Linked DNA regions of Gossypium raimondii: region 2 is linked to region 1. The links are chromatin contacts, called in public Hi-C maps. All regions are on one chromosome and are shown on one strand. The core of a region is the stretch at or near the end of the contact, and the rest is flanking DNA. Distances in the headings are between cores, read along the strand shown.

What was found. Hi-C and Micro-C count contacts between places; a contact is called where the count stands out from the background.
Region 2: a Hi-C map of leaf shows a contact between it and region 1, with 2.8 times the contacts expected there. The contact joins the promoter of LOC105794739 here to the promoter of LOC105794734 in region 1. A contact is called at or near these places in 2 of 2 Hi-C or Micro-C datasets (both in leaf).

What each region holds. Positions count from the first base shown.
Region 1 is chr3:54,132,930-54,137,262 of ASM2569854v1, forward strand. It overlaps LOC105794734 (protein PTST homolog 2, chloroplastic), which reads left to right and starts at 2,702. Exons shown (of 8, transcript XM_052628537.1): 1 at 2,702-3,499; 2 at 3,952-4,049. The coding sequence starts at 2,919.
Region 2 is chr3:54,384,951-54,388,778 of ASM2569854v1, forward strand. It overlaps LOC105794739 (homocysteine S-methyltransferase 1), which reads left to right and starts at 1,589. Exons shown (of 7, transcript XM_012624043.2): 1 at 1,589-1,915; 2 at 2,056-2,112; 3 at 2,653-2,858; 4 at 2,972-3,101; 5 at 3,479-3,682; 6 at 3,767-3,828. The coding sequence starts at 1,745.

The DNA.
Region 1 (4,333 bases), core at 1,452-3,951:
GAAAAAAGAGTGAAACAATCTGAATTAAAAAATTCAGAACCATTGTCACTATGAATGATTTTGACATTGGTATTAAATTGGTTTTGAATGAAAGAAAAGAATTTCTTTAAAGAAAGAACGACATTAGACTTAAGCTTCAACAAATACACCTAAGATATTCTACTGTAATCATCAACTATATTAAAAAAGAAGCGATGGCTACTATGTGTAGACACTCTATAAGGTCTTCATAAGTCAATGTGAACAAGTTGTAAAGGAAAATCAACTCTGGAATGACTAATGGGAAAAAGGAATCTAGACTGTTTTGCTAGAGGACAAATAGAACAATTATGAATAGAATTAGTGTCAAGCTTAGTATTATGAAACAAAGATATTTTATGTAGTTTTGAAAGAGAAGCATGGCCTAAACGAGCATGCCGAGTAGCAATATTATTAGATGAAAAAGACATACATTGTGAAACAGCAGCACATGACATATGCAAAATAGAAGTACATTGTTAAAACAAACTAGAATTCAAACAAGATGACTCAAAGACATATAAACCTCCTTGTTTCTTACCAATCCCCATCACCTTTCCAATGGAGAAATCCTAAAAAAGATAAAAATCAGATAGAAAATGTTGGCACAATGTAACTTATGGGTTACTTTTGAAACAAGAAACAAATTATGAGTAAAATTTGGCACATATAGAACATTATGTAAAGTGTGATTAGAATCAAGAGAAAAAGAGCCAATATGTGTTATTGGGAGAGTTTTACCATCGAGAAGATGAACAGACTATGAAGTGAAAGCACAAGAAACAGGGTTATTCAATTTTTAAAGATTAAATAACGTATGATCTATCGTACCAGTGTCCAAAATCTAAGTAAGGGAACCAGAAACAGGTAAACATCGAGAAACTATACCTGTAAGATCAGTAGCAGACTTAGACATTGGTCCTTTGTTTAGTATACCAAAAATTTGATTATATTGCTGAGTGGTGAAAACAGGAGCTGGCATGGGAGAATTCAACGATCCTGAATCAGGAGGGGAGCTATCAGGGGTATTAGAATTGACCATCTTTACTGCTTGCACATTCTTACGCTTTGTAAATTAATCAGGGGGAAAGCCAATGAGGCGATGACACTGTTCATGCTTGTGACCTTTAAGCTTACAGTAATCACATGTCCTATTGAATTGACCACGACGAGCAACAAAAGCACTAAAATAATTTGAAAACATAGCAGTAGAATTCGAAATGGGCAAGACGCTAGATAAGTAGCTCCGCTGTGATTCTTCTTGAACAGTCATAGAATACGCCTGATTAACAGATGGAAGCGATTGCATAAGGAGAATCTGACTGCGAATTGTAGAATATGTCTCATTGAGTCCCATTAAGAATTGAAACAAGCGCTATTGAAGAACATGTTGCAAATTCTGTTGTGAATTCGCACAATTGCAGGAAGAAATTGGAACTAACGCAGCATACTCGTCCCACAAAAGCTTGAGCCGCGTTAAGTATGCAAAATCAGAAGTTTCTCCCTAAGTAAGCATAGCGATATCACAATGGAGGAAAAAAATCCGTGAACCATCAATCTTACTAAAACGTTCTCTCAAATATTGCCAAACAAGTGTTACACTCGAGGCAAAGTCTAATCTTGCCGAAAGCTCAGTATTGACAATATTGAGAATCTAAGAAAGAACAATTGCATTACAGTGATCCCATTGGGAATGAAGAGAAACATCAAAATCATCTCTACCACAATCTCCATCGACAAACCCTAATTTATTCTTCACCAACAACATGATTCGCATTGAAAACTCCAAAGGCTATAATTCTTGAGACCAGTTAGGTGGTGAGAAACAAGCAGACTTCTCGGCATATCAGATGAATGCAGTTAAAGAGGATGTGTGAAATTGATGACTGTAGAATCCATGGCTGAGAGACAACGACGCCATTATTGAGAACGCAAAAAGAAAGAAAATGAAACAAATCAGAGGAAAACCCAAAAGCAAAACAGAATGGCCCAATAGCAAGGTCCAATAAAAAACAACCAGGCCTTATACGAACGAGTAACCCGCAAGGAAAAAATAATCAAGATTGAAGAAATCAGCCATGGAGACCAAGAGAAAGATCGAAACTTGGGACTGATAGCATGTCAAAGATACAATACTTGCCATGTAAAGAATGCATCAAAATCTTCATTCACCACTGAATTAAATTAAAATGTGTCTATTTATACTACTTAGCTAGCTACCTAACCATGCAACTAAGTCATTACTAATTCTTAACTACTCAACAACTAACTAAACTAATTTCTACATATGACCCTATTGGCATGCCAATTGTATTAAAATATTTATTGTATTAAATTAATTTATTAATAAAATTTATTCAACTTATGAGTATAAAACTTATCTGATACTTATGTGTAAAAATAAAATTATATAACTAAATAAATATTCTGGTCAAATTAGTCATTATTAAATAAAAATACACAATATATGATGGCATAGTAAGAGATTAGCAATGTGGGAAAAGGGTTAATATATTTGATCCACTTGAAAAGAAGAAAATGTTTCATCCCAAAAATTTCGAAAAAAGGGGAAGAATTAATTAAAAGAAAATGGAGTTGAAGTAGTAAAAAGTATAGATTATTAGTGAAAATTTGCCCGCCCAAAATACATCTAAAACGGTGCTCCACCACCTCCGCATTAAATGAAGGTTACGCCTTTCGGTAGTATTGTTCGTTTCTTGCCTAATCCCCCCTCTCTCTCTCCTTTACCCTTTTCCTTTTATTGATTTCTTCGTATCATTTCTTTCCCCCTCTTCCCTCTCTACACGCCTAAGATACCTGAAGATGGAATCTTTTTAATTAGTTTTCTGTTTCCTTTTTCTTTTTTACCGTCAGCAAGTGTTTGGAGAAATGCCAGAATCATGGCCACCTTCACCTCCTCCACCTATACTTTTGTCTCGCCTCATTCGTTTTTAACGCACTTCCGTGCTCGGGTTTTCCCATCCTGTTTCTGCGGGATTAACCCAGGGAACAAAGGGAATTCGGTGTCTCTGAAGCTGAATCTTGTTCGCGGGTTGGTGTTTGGGGAAGATAAGAAAAGGGTTTCTTGGTGGTCTTGTTGTTGCAAGAAAGGGTGGGACAACGACGGGGATTTAGCATTGGAGGCAGATATATTGGAGTTCATGAAAAATAGTGACAAACCTGAGGCTTTTCCAAGCAAGAAAGAGCTGGTTGATGCTGGGAGGATGGATCTGGTTGAGGGGATTAAGAGACAAGGAGGGTGGCTTGCTATGGGCTGGGACTTGGATGATGATGATGAACATGGATTTCAAGAAAAAGGGTTCCCAGAAGCTGGTGTTAAGGATTGGGACCTTCTGGAGAAGGAGAAGAAATGGGATAACCAGACTTTTCAAGAAAGGGCTCAAAGTGAAGTTGAAATTAGTGGGGCTTCTTATTTGGCTGTTAATTCTTCCAGCTCAACCTCCTCGTCTGGTAGATCACTGTGAGATCTTTAATTCTTGGGATTTTATTTGCTTAATGTATTTTTATTTTTCTTGTGTGGAAAAGTTAGTTATTGCACTTGTTATTCGAATGCCTTGTTGAAATTTATTCTTTGTAGTTTACCATTCCCGTGTTTAGAACGAATTGTTACAAATGTTTAATCTTTCATTGCTGTGTAAAAGGTGATTTGCTTGGACTTGATATTGCTTGTGAGATATTATTTGAAATTGATTGCGTTATGATGTTAAAAGAATCAATCTTGTGTTTATATTTTTGTGATGTTTGGGATATATAAACACAACTGCTAAGATAAATGTGTTGCCTTGAATGAGTTTATACTTTTTCCTGCAAACCAATTATCTCCTTTTGAAATTAGAGGAAAGGGGAGAATGCTGGAGTCCTGGGAGTTCTGTGTCCTGGGTAGGTTTTTGACAAAAGTTTTGGTTTGTTCAGAGAAGTAGCAGCTAAGGATGATTGTGGCGTTGAGGGTATTCTGAGTCGCTTGGAGAGAGAAAGGAATGTGAATTTTGGGATTGGTTTCAGAGACAAAGGTGACAATACTTGTCCCCAAACTAACTGTACTGAAGAAGAGTCTCTTGTCCAAGCCTCAACAGATGTGGTACATTGAGTTTATTAGTTTTGAAATCTTTCTTACATCCCTGTATAATTTTTCAGCTTATTTTGGTTTCATATTTTACTTTATATGAAAAAAGATTTTTTTTTAATAACTTTTTTAGGACAATTATGTCTCCCCAACTGTTATCTTTGTCCCACTCATTTTAACCTTGATTCTTTTTGTTTTCATTTTATCGTCAGCCTCTTGGTGTGGAATTTA
Region 2 (3,828 bases), core at 339-2,838, 250 kb after region 1:
TAAAATTTAAAGTTTTTGCTAAGTCCCGACATTGATTTTGAAAAGATATAATATTTTTGTGGTGGATGCAATAACTTTTAGATATATTATTGAACTAACGGTTCATAAAATATTTAATTTATGTCTAATGGTTGTTGTTATAACCTTTCATGAATCACTATATAGTAAAGTTTATATTAAAATCCTTGAAGGATTTAGAATGCTAGAAGCATATTGAAATTATTAGGAAATTGTTCACTTATATGAATTGAAATAATTGAACATATGTGGTAAATTTGACTTAGTTAATAATAGTTGAAAGAGGATTATAAAATAATCCAAAATACCTATTTGTATTTTTATAGAAGAATTATGATTAAAGTTTGCTATGATATTGTTGAAACTCCTAAGGAGATCAAAATATATTTCCCCAAATTTTCCCTCACTCATGACTTTCAAAAGAATGTTGATATAAATGCTTAGAAAATACTTTCAAATGGTCATTTGGAAAGCTAGTATTCAAGATTGAATACATAGAATATGAGATATTATGTGATATTTTCATGAGGGGGGAGTAAATACGTGCTGAACTCTTTTTCCCTTAACTGAGGTTTTGTCCCATTGGGTTTTTCTGTTAAGATTTTTAGTGAAACAACATATTATGCATATTATAGATATGTGTACTATTTTTCCTTCACTAAGAATTTTTTTCCTACAGGATTTTTAGATAAATTTTGATATACTTTAAATTCTAATAGTCATTAGAAGAAGATCTCTACTTCATTATACTTCTTATGCCTATAAATAGAGACTTTGGAGAAACTTTGTATATATTCGATTGATCAATAAAATATACTCTCTTTTGCTCTCTCATTCTCTTTGTTCTTTATTCTCTCTTTTATTTTATAACAATTTTAATATATGTAAATTTATTGTTTGATATAAGTATAAATAATAGTTATTTCTTTTAATGTAAATATATTTTTATATTGTCATTTATGCATTATTTGCATGAAGGCAAAGTGGGAAAGTGAATACTAAATCTTTTTTAATAATTGATATTTGGTTCCATACATGATATACTACAAAACATTAGGAAATGTAAAGTGCCTATACAATGAAACTAATGAGTAAAACCCATTGTTTTTTTTATTAAAAGGGATTGATTTTTTTTCCCCTTCCAAAGTGAGAGAGCAAAGCCTCTTGCTTAATGTATCTAGATTGAATGTTGGGCTAGAGAGTATGGAAATGGCAAAAAATCAAAATTAAAATTGATTGGGTTATTTGAAGGAGAGAGAACAAAACCTCTTGTTTCATGTATCTAGATGGAATATTGGCCAATATGGTATGGAAATGGTTAAAACTAAAAAACTCAAAGTAATCATTTTCAAAACATTAAATTAAAAAGAGGGAAGCAAAGCATGTATGTAGATGGAATTTTTGACCAAGAGAGAAAGCATATGGTAAAAAATAAAAATGTTGAATAAATTGTAATAAGAAAGGTTGGTTGGTGGTAGGTAGGTAGGTATATTACAAACTAAAATAGGTAAAAAGTCCATGATCATGATGATCAACGAAGCTATAAATGACCAACGCCAAATGAAAAACCCTATTGGTTTATTGTTTCTTAAAACACCAATATATTGGGTAGAGCAGAAATAACAACCCAAAACCTTTTTATTACCAGCGCCAACAAAGCTTTGCTCTTTCTCCATCTATCTAAGAACACGCTACTCTGCATCATACACCGACGAAAAGAAAAAATATGGGTTTTGAGAAGGGAACTTCATTGTTGGAAGATTTGATAGAAAAAGCTGGAGGCTGTGCTGTGATGGATGGGGGTTTTGCTACTCAGCTTGAGAGTCATGGTGCTTCCATTAATGACCCACTTTGGAGCGCTCTTTGCTTGATCAAAGACCCTCACCTTATCAAGCAGGTACCTTTCGGTCTTCTTTCTTATTCAGCTTTGTTGGAAAATATGTACATTGCTGTTTTGCAAATGACTCCATGTCAAAAACAGGGTATAAAGTTCGAGACTTGGTTTTAGATTTTGAATCAACGTGTTCATATGTTCAGGTTCATCTTGAGTATTTGGAGGCTGGTGCAGATATCTTGGTTACTTCATCTTACCAGGTTTGTTTATTAGTGTTTTTCAGATTCAGCCGAATGACTTGATTTGTTAGGCTAATGTGTGATCTTCTGCCTTTCATACATTCACAATATGGATATGGTGAAATGGATAGGAGCTAAATGTTTCCTTTTTCTATGCAATAGGTCCACCACTTTCTTGTGAAAATTCATGGAAAGTATTCTGATTTTTCCCTAAGTTTGGCTCATTAACGAACCAGACAGAAAATAATGTAGTTATCATCTGTATACGTTCATCTGCAATGATTGATTCCTTGGAAACAAGCAACATATCTTTGTAGAAACTTGCCTGCCTTCATATTAGGAAGAGTAATTTATTTGAGATTATATGGTAAATGATAAACCCAATTTTAATTATAATTATTCACACATTCCAGACTTGATGGCTGAAGAAAACAATTGTTATCTTCTTGAAATTGATTATGACTTGCTACCAAAAAACAACTGGAGTTTATCAGTTGACCTTGAATATCCTGTTTTTCTCCTAATTTTCTATCTCATAGTTTACTCCAATTTATATTACAGGCTACCATTCCTGGATTCCTTTCCCGGGGACTATCCCTTGAAGAAGGGGAGTCATTACTAAAGAAGAGTGTCAAATTGGCAGTGGAAGCCCGTGATAAGTTTTGGGACCGTGTCGGATGTGTTCCTGGGAATAGCTACAACCGAGCTTTGGTAGCAGCCTCAATTGGAAGTTATGGAGCATATCTGGCTGATGGATCGGAATACAGGTTCGGGGAATTTGTATAACTTGTAAAGATTTTCAAAATCTTTTAGATATCACACATCTTTCATTTGCTTAACATGATTACATTGTCTGCATGTGCTCTGTCTTTTCCTTCAGTGGGTGCTATGGACCGGGAGTAAACCTGGATAAGCTGAAAGATTTTCACCGGCGCAGATTACAAGTTATTGTTGAAGCAGGTCCAGATTTGCTAGCCTTTGAGACCATTCCCAATAAACTTGAAGCTCAGGTTTGTTCTTCCTCATGTTTCATTTCTCATGTACACTTTACATGTAGGAAGTTACATTCTTCATTAGCTTTTCAAGTTTCTAGTGATCACTGATCTATTCCTAATCAAAACCGAGCAGCGACGAGTGGTGCATGTATAATGCACAGTGGGTGCAAAGGTTAATTAGCAATCCGTGATCCATGACTGACTGTTGCACGCATTTTGTTTGAAATTTTCATTCAGAGTGTAGAAATCTAATTTTACCTCCCCCTTATCAAGCTGCGGTAGAGTGTAAAATGCCTTTGTGTTCTAATGCTCTTAACAATGTTCTATATCCATTTTCCTTGGCTGGATTCTTCCTTCACAGTGTGACAGCTTCTTTCTGTCTCCAATTGCAGGCCTGTGTTGAGTTGCTTGAGGAAGAAAACATTCAAATTCCATCATGGATCTGCTTCAGTTCTGTAGATGGTGAGAATGCCCCATCTGGAGAGAGTTTTAAGGAGTGCTTTGAGATATTAAACAAGAGCAAGAAAGTGAATGCAGTTGGAATAAATTGTGCATCTCCCCATTTTATTGAAAGCCTTGTCTGCAAATTTAAGGAGGTAAATTCCTTCAAGCAACAGTCAGATAAATCTTAGAGAAAGTAATAAACTAATGATTCTAATTGTAACTGCACGCTGTTCCAGTTGACAACCAAGGCAATCGTCGTTTATCCAAATAGCGGGGCCATATGGGATGGTAGAGCAAA